Regions from separate parts of the Zea mays genome. Here regions 2 and 3 are each linked to region 1. A link is a contact called in public Hi-C data. All regions are on one chromosome and are shown on one strand. The core of a region is the stretch at or near the end of the contact, and the rest is flanking DNA. Distances in the headings are between cores, read along the strand shown. Region 1 holds the start of LOC103654790 (pentatricopeptide repeat-containing protein At1g51965, mitochondrial). Region 2 holds the start of LOC100279814. Region 3 holds the start of LOCLOC100383387.

Evidence for each region. A called contact is a pair of places that touch in the nucleus more often than the background predicts.
Region 2: a Hi-C map of leaf shows a contact between it and region 1, with 4 times the contacts expected there. The contact joins the promoter of LOC100279814 here to the promoter of LOC103654790 in region 1. A contact is called at or near these places in 6 of 25 Hi-C or Micro-C datasets (bundle sheath, ear, endosperm and 2 more).
Region 3: a Hi-C map of leaf shows a contact between it and region 1, with 4 times the contacts expected there. The contact joins the promoter of LOCLOC100383387 here to the promoter of LOC103654790 in region 1. A contact is called at or near these places in 5 of 25 Hi-C or Micro-C datasets (endosperm, leaf, root tip and 1 more).

What each region holds. Positions count from the first base shown.
Region 1 is chr4:237,609,952-237,612,869 of Zm-B73-REFERENCE-NAM-5.0, forward strand. LOC103654790 (pentatricopeptide repeat-containing protein At1g51965, mitochondrial) reads left to right here and starts at 1,406. Exons shown (of 2, transcript XM_008681607.3): 1 at 1,406-2,185. The coding sequence starts at 1,487.
Region 2 is chr4:237,844,462-237,847,379 of Zm-B73-REFERENCE-NAM-5.0, forward strand. LOC100279814 reads right to left here and starts at 1,413. Exons shown (of 7, transcript NM_001152769.1): 1 at 1,021-1,413. The coding sequence starts at 1,357.
Region 3 is chr4:237,777,133-237,780,050 of Zm-B73-REFERENCE-NAM-5.0, forward strand. LOCLOC100383387 reads right to left here and starts at 1,557. Exons shown (of 10, transcript NM_001176042.1): 1 at 1,253-1,557. The coding sequence starts at 1,315.

The sequences.
Region 1 (2,918 bases), core at 156-2,655:
ATTGATAAATCGGTAGCACGTGCGAAGAAACCGAACCACTTGACATTTGGCAAATAAAGTATATTGAGGTCATAAAATTTAAACAAAAGATGACCCAAATGTTATCACAAGTTAAAAGATTTGAAGTTAAAAGGGTAAAAAAAATCCTCAAAACCTAGCTACTAGAGGCCACCGGTTTATCTCTACCTGGGACCGATTAATCGGCTAGCAGGGGCGGCTAATCGGTAAAATCGACCGATTTTATTTCTTCAAAACTTGTTTGATTTTTAGTTTAAAATCCGTAGCATGTTTTTAAATTTGGTTTCAGTGAAAAGTCTTAAAACGATCCATAGTATTTATAGGAAAACTGGCATCAAATCTGTTCAAAATTTATAAAGTATCCCAAATTCAAATGGGTAACCCGATGATATGACCAAACCGGTCGGGACCAATTACCAATTAATCGGCTGGTTAGCCGAATTTATCGACCGGTTTAGTGACCCTTGGTTGTACCTAGGTATTAAGATCTCGCTATTATCCAAATGGAGAAATACTCAATGCAAAGATGGAGTGCTAGTTCTTTTAGTTGGCAAAGTATTTTAGTGCTTATTTGGTTAGGAATGAATTGAGAAGTATTGAAGAGGATTAAATCGATTACTATTCAATTTTGAATAGAAGACTTAGGGCCTGTTTGGTTCAGCTTTTTTCTGACCAGCTTTTCTGAAAATCTGGCTGTGAGGAGAATCTGGCTGTGGGGGAATCTGAGTATTATTACGATTACGTGTGGAGGAAGATAAAGTTGTTCATAGGGCTCAGGATCTAGAAAGTGACGGATTCCTACTATTACAACGACTCAACCGATTATATGTTTATGTTGATTTTGGATGGTTTTTGCCCCAACGAATTTTATAGAAGCTGGCTGAAAAGCTGAGCGTTTGGCAGTCCGCAGCAGATTTTGGTGGCCAGAAGCTGCCAGAAGCCGAAACAAACAGGGCCTTAAATCCTCCTTGATCCCCTTCATTCCCTGTCAAACCGAACACAGAGCGGGCATGGAATGTTTCAAAAATGAGTGTATATATAGAGCATTGGTGATGCAACCAAAATAAATATAAATATTTCGGATGACTACTAGATCCCTAAGCCAGAACCTAAAAAATTCAGACACCAATAAAAAATAAGTTGTTGAGGTCGGTTGTGAGCTTATAAACCTAGCTACTGGACCATGGAACGAGGACTTGATAAAAAAAATTAAGTCATATTTGGTCTTTGCCTAATTTGTCATATTTTACTAAACTTTTCTAGCTCATTTTACTGAACTTTTCTGGCTAAAGGTTATTCTTCAATTCAGACAATTAACTTTAAGTAAAGTGTGGCGCAGCTAGGCAGTTAACTTTATTCTCCCAGACCTTTGCGAAATCCACATGTAAATGAACATGCAGAAACTGAGAGAGGGTTCAGTTCAGTTCAGCTTCAGTCGCCCCTAAACCCCAATCCACGCCGGCCCAAAATGCCCCGCCGCCTAGCTACGACCTACGCCGGCCGCATCGCCGCCGCGACGCCGTCCCCCTCGGGCCCTTCCATCACCGTCACCGTCTCGCCGACACCGGCCCCCACCCCTCTTGACACGCGCGGATATTCCCTACCGCGCCGCCACCTCATCTGCGCCGTTGCCCGAATCCTCCGCTCCCCGGTGTCACACACCCCGCTGCTTGACCTCGATGACTACCTCCGCTCTCTCCGCCTCACTCTCACCACCGCGGAGGCTTCTGAGGTCATGAAGGCGCTCGCCCCCGACACCTCTCTCGCGCTCAGCTTCTTCCGCTTCGCCGCCACCTCCCTCCCCGGCTTCCGGCACGATGCCTTCTCCTATAACCGCATCCTGGTCCTCCTCTTCAGCAACCGCGCCGATCCCGCCGAGGCCATGCGGCTCATCGCGGAGATGGAGCGCGACGGCGTGCCCGGCAACATCTCCACCGTGAATTTGCTGGTCGGGATGGGCGTGGAGGTGGGGAGGTGCCTGGACCTGGCAAGTAAGTGGGGGCTCAGGCTGAACGGGTACACCTACAAGTGCCTTGTGCAGGCGCATCTGAGGAGTCGGGAGGTGTGGAAGGGGTTCGAGGTATATGAGAAGATGCGGAGGAAGGGCTACAAGCTGGACATATTTGCATATAACATGCTGCTTAATGCGCTTGCCAAGGCTGGAATGGTATGATAATGATCATAAATTTATATATTTAGTGATATATTTTGTCATGCTGGGCTAACTTTAGGAAGTAGGAATGGTTGTGTTAAAAAATGTTGTTGGTATGCTTAATTTTGATCACATGACCAGAGCATATTAGGAATCACGAGTATGAGAGATACCTTCCTCAAATATTTCCTGAGGACAAAATTTGCGCTACTTAGATGGTACTTGCACAGTATGTAAAGATGAGCTTCTACTGTCTGGTCTAAGGTGGTTGGTACACTAGTTGATGTTATATGAATGAATTAACAGTTTATCTGATTATGGATTCCAGCTACTCTTGTGCTGGGAGACACCATTTAGGGTTGATTTGGTGACAAGGGGATCCCGGGAGGATCGGAGGAGATTGAGGGAGAAATAAACTAATTTCCCTCTCAATCCCCTCCGATCCTCCCGGGATCCCGGGTCACCAAATCAACCCTTAATGTTTACATGGGCACTTGCATGTCTGAAAGAATTCAAACTTGTAGAAAAGCTTGTTTCTGCTGCAATTGTTTTCCACAAATTGTTGATTGTTAGGGTGTTGCTACTCGCTACATATAGATGTCCTTGATATGTTTGAGTTACTGGTGTGGGGGAATCTGTATAAAAGTCATGTTATATATTCTTTGCCCTGCTCTACTGTCATCCGGAACTGCAGTCCTTTGTGTCACAAAAGAAACACGGCACCATGATACTAAATTGCTTGCTTTAA
Region 2 (2,918 bases), core at 163-2,662, 230 kb after region 1:
AACCAGCAGCATTCTGAATTCATTTGCTATCATCGAAATTTATGGTGATTATTGAATTATGAACTATGAAAAATAACAATTTAAATTCGTTTGGACCACGAGTCACGGTAATGAAAGGGATGCATGTATAAACACAAAAGCAACAGCTTCACAACATGCTAACTTCAGAATTTAAGATTGAATGAACATACTATTTTAAGACAGTGAATACAATCAGACTCAAGTTAAGACAGGCTAATGAGCTGGGATGCAGCAACAGTTCGATTTTGTGTTCATGCCACATTAAAAAGAAAAAAGGCAGCCAAACAAAGGTATTAAACATCTGCATATACACCATGTGTGAGCAGATAAATGAATCTTATGGTTTTGTAAGATCACAATAATAACTGAGATGTTTCTTGCAAGTCTATCCAGAAAATGGCATGTTGTGAAAAAACTACACAATAATGACAACGAATACAAAAAAAATTAACTCCTGCAGATGGCAACTGTTTCGAAAATGGCATGTTGTGAAAAAAAACTACACGGTAATTGCAATGAATACAATAAAAAATCTAACTCCTACAGATGACAACTATTTTAGGATTTTCCTAGACTTCCCCATGAGGTAGAGCGTGTAAAACTAACAAACCCACGAGGAGCTAGTAAAACTAACAAAAAATGTGGAGAACGCTGATTGACTTGGACTTGAATAGTTTAATTGCAGCTTGTTTTGAAAAAATTAACACCCCACAGCTGCATCGTGGCGTGTGAGTTATCAAAAAATATTGGAGACCGTAACAACAGGACCGTGCTTCTAAATAGCTCACAGGTGACAAGTTCATTAAACATGAACCAAGTTTGAACATCCGCAACTCACATACATTGATCTATCGATCCATCCCCCAAATCAAATCGTAAACCGAGCAAAGAAAACACCACCAATCCTTTTATACGAGAAGCCGAGTCCACCACCAAGCATAGACAAACAGATCTACGCGACCAAGAATGGGATCAACAAGAGTAAGTCCTGCCACTCACCACCACCGGCAGAGGACGAGAAGCCGAGTCCTCCGCCGCCGATGCGGCCACCGCCACCAGTGCTGCCCAGGCCTACACCGAAGCCGCCGCTGTCATCGTCGCCGTTGTCGACGCGAGGACGCTTGGCCTCTGCGGCGTTAAAGATCCGCGCCGCGATCTCCTGCGCGCGCTGCTTCGCGAGCTGGATCTCATCGGGGGGCGGTGGCACGCTGTTGTACGACGGGGCGCCGCCCGCGAGCGGCGAGGCAGGCGGCGGGCCCGAAGAGAACCCCGTGCGCCGCGGCGGCGGCGAGGGGTCGTCGTACTTCCTCTTAGAGGAGTAGTGGTCGTCGGCCATGGCGGAGGACGGGTTGCTAGGGTTTGGGCGGCGGCTGCAGGGAGCGTGGACGAAGGGATAAGACGGCGAAAAACCCTTGCAGACAAGGTGTCGACATTTGTAGAGCTCGCCCCTTGATTTTATTTTCTCCAAATTGTCACAGTAGTGCACATTCCTGTGAAACATGGCGGTTTACAATTTGGACATAATATGGCGATCTATTTGATACGAATTTGGACATACTATAAACATTTTTTAGCTAATTAGTTTTTAGAGTCTAATTTTTAGTCCCTCAATTTTATTCTATTTTATTTCTTAAATTATCACATATATGAATTAAATCTTAGATTTAGATTTTTATATTTGGCGGTTTAGACATTAAAATGAAATAAATAGGATTAATAAAAAATAGTCTCTAGAAACCAAACACACCTGATTAGGATGTATTGTGTAAAAACTAGAGTAGTTCATCTGACTACGTAAAAAAAAATATTGTCTATATAATATGTTTATATATCTTTCTCTATCGCTATCTCTATCTATATCTCTTCTCTATCTCTATCTTTATCTCTACTTCTATAAAGCACAATTTTTGTGTGTTGTCGTGAGACACACGTAAAATATGTATGGTTATTTCCATCGCCCACTATAGTGTCCATATGTTGTGATGGCACACGGTCGGTGACTTTCGGACGTACCGTCGTCCCGTGTGTTGTGATGGCACACGCTCTACTTCATTTGGTATGGGCAATTGTTGTCCCCAGATCACACGATCGTGGCAAAAAAACGTTGCTTGACATTTTTTGCACAAACACAAGCCCACGAATCGGGAGGTCGCACCTACAACGCCTTCGGCGTCGGCTTCTTCTGCATGCATACAGGTGCCATGGGTAGAGCCAGAATTACGGCTCATGGGGCATGTAATTCGTTGATACTATATTGTAAAAAATATTGTATGATATATACAGTTATGTATACTAAAAGTTGGTCGGGGAGGGCCGGATCATAACGGCACTCCCGCGATCCCCGCCAACGCTGGTCGAGGGCAACGCGGTAGGGTCGACGGTTGAGGTGTTCGTGCGTATATTCGTGTACTTGCATAGGTGATTCGCGTAGAGCTAGAGTGGATGCACGCCGCGGAGGTGCGACTCGACAGAGGTCGTTGGATCCCAGCAAGCAAATGGCACACGTCAGTGCCATGTGCGCCGCGAGGGTGTGGACGCGAGGTTGCTCTGATCACTATCAACGAGGCAAGGCCGCAAGGAGCGAACAGGGAGCATAGGGGCCGCTACTAGGGCTATTGTGTGACCTACATGGACAGCGACATTGTCTCGCTCGTGGAAGCGCTAGAGCACAAGACAACGACACCGTTAAGTACCCAACATCTGGGGCATGCGATGACATTGGTCACGTACTAAACTTTAGTCCTTGGAACCAAACACCCATAAGGCCATGTTCGATTCAGCACTCAAAATCTTCTCCAATCCCTTCTAATCATTTTCAATCCCCACGGATTTAGACAAAACGAACATAGCCTAAATGTGAGTGTTGGGTGCTTGATTTCAATCCCCTTAAGGCGTTG
Region 3 (2,918 bases), core at 307-2,806, 170 kb after region 1:
GGTGATGACTTAATGATGGAAGGATCTCTGTTTTATCTGTATGTATATATATAATAATACTAAAAGGCTGACAAGATGCTGCCGGAAGAGAAGGATAATACAATAGTTTCATCATGATGAAGTGGTCCTAAAGGTGATCGTTCCACAGCCGTTGCCTTCCAGGACAGCAAACAGGAGTGATGCATAACACGATTCGAACTGCAGATGATTGCTCCACAATAAATATTGTACTGAGGAATGATTTGACTGCCGGCTCACAAGCATACCATTGGAAGTTATTAGAGAAATCCACATCGAAAAGGGGCTTGTAAACTACACTTAAAATTTTTCACCCGTTTACTCAGGCACTAGTCCAAACTGAATAGAATCTTCCTACGGCAAACGAGTTTCAGGTAAACGTTTTTTTTGTGTTAAAATTAGCAACAGCAAAAACAAAAGCCGCGCACTGCTTTTGTTTATTATATTACTCCACTAATTAAGAAACACAGTAGGTGGCCAATTTCCAAAGCTGTCGGTCGTTCGCCGAGTAAGAAACCGCTCCACGTTGAACCACTACCAAACAAATAAGAACTAGACAGTTTAAGAACCCCGGTTGAAACAAGAGACACAAGGGAAGTGGTGGTTAGAACACCGAATCAGCACGCAAGAGCGCCGGGCCAGAACCTTTAGCGCTAAAATCGTGTGATAAAGGCGTCGTGGTGGTGGTGGTGAGTTGGTGACGCGGAAGCGAGGGATCCACCATCTCGGAGACGGAGCTAAAAGGTAGGCGGCTGCTGCTGCTGCTTCAGCGGAGAGCAGACGAAATGCAGCTTCACGAATCGCGGGTCGCAAGAGCAAGCGGGGGTGGGGTGGGGGGGCGGCCTTGCCAAGATTCCGCGTCGTGGGCTGCTGTCTGATTGTTTTATAGGGCCACAGTAAAAAAAGATGAATCCATGAGCAAGAACGAAAGAACGTGCTGAAGCTGAACCGACCAAATGCCGCAACAGAGACGGAAACGCAATGCGACGAGACACACGAAATACGATTACGACCGGGGGGGGGGGGGGGGGGGCACGAAATTTCAAGGGCCCAATCCCTTCTCCCTCCCTCCCAAACCACCAGCAGATACCACCCACCGAGAGGGCGAGAGCCGAGAGGACGAGACCCAACGCTAGCAAGAACAGGAGAGAGGAAAATTCGCATGGGAGCGCTGGAACAGCCGAGAAACAAAGAATCGGAGCGGAGGAGGAGGGGGGGGGGACGTTGTGCGGACCTTGCCGCCAAAGGAGATGCGCTCGACGTCGACCGACACGACGGAGCCGCCGGAGTCCCCCATCTCGGGCGCCGCCTCCCCTCGACGCCTCAGAGGAGAGATGGCTGGTCCGGCCTGCTCTGCTCAGGCCCGGCCCCTCCTCTTCCTCCCTATAAATTGCCTCGTGCGCCCCTTTCTCCCCCCGTCTTCTTCGCCTGTGTTGCCGTCGCTTATAAACGACGGAAGGAAGCAAGGGGGAGGACGAGCCAGGCGCGCGGCCTCCCTCCCTCTCCTCTCATTGTTGCCTTTCGGGGCGGAGGACTGCCCTTTCACTGTTCTATATTCGCTCCGCCATTCCTGCACTTCCCTATTATTGCATCCCAGCCCAGCCCACCCGTTGCACATTTGACTGCTCGCTTCATTCGCCATGTTAAACAGTCCACCATCCCTATCAAAGACGGTAGCACTCCATCCTATATGTAATAGAGAGATTCTTTCTACGCTCATTTATCTATTTTAATATTTTAAACAACAGTTTTAGTAAAACTAAAATATATACAAAGAGTATAACAAATAAGTATACAAAAAAATTAAAATAAAATATGTCTTTAATATAGATATTTACGTATAGAGGGAGATGTATAGGATGTTGCTGGAGAGAAATGTGATATATAGAGGAAAAAATCATTTGAGAAGAATGTAAAGAACAGATATAGAAGATAATACTGGAGACATTGTGACTAGCTAGTGCATAGGACAAAACTAGCATATAGCAAGTTGTTATTATTAATAAAAAATGATAAATGCTTAGTCCAAACAAAAATATGCGAGTTGCCATGACTACACCACCGTAGGGTTCGACGGTTTTTATGGTGGTAGAAATAGGCTTTTTGGAGAGCCTACGACGATGGTGGTGGTCAAGACAATGACGGAGGGTGGTGGTTGCCATGACTACATCGTACATCAGGGTTCGAGAGTTTTCGTGGTGGTAGAAAGAGGCTTTTTTGGAGAGTGTATGACACCAACAGCGACAGTGGTCAAGACGACGATAGAGGTGTAAGCGGTGGAAAGCCACCCATGAAGCAACGGAAAAAGTCAATTTGACGACGCATATGTGGTAGGAGCATTGGTCAAAAGAGGAGGAGAGTGAGTTTAACATAGTCGTAGAGGTGTAGATGCATCGTCCTAAATCGGGAAGTTTTGGAGGTGAGGGCGCTTTTTGTGTTGAATCTAAAAAAGAGGAGGCTTAGATGGAGGTGGTCACAGTCAAGGGTGATGACTGAGACGACAGGGCAGATGCAACGGTGTTGACAGTGTGAGGCGATGGCATGGGCTGTGTGGAAAGGAGAGGATAAAATGTACATGTCAAGCCCTTTTAACATACACGTGTGACGGGTGGACGATATATAGTGGGTCCCTAATATTTTTTCCTTAAAACTAAATTATTGCAAATATATTCTTTAAAGTGAAATAAATAAATAAATAATAAGCGGCACCTAGGATATCTTCTAGTATATCATTTTATCGCTCTAGCTTTAGTACTATAGCCACACTATATCAAGTAGCCAAAGAAACTTAAGTTGACTGAAGTCCTAGCAGATAAGGCCTCAAATATATTATGTTTTTTTGGAACATGTGTTTCCCTAGCCAAATGCATTTGACTTAACGCTCAAACAATGTCCCCGCT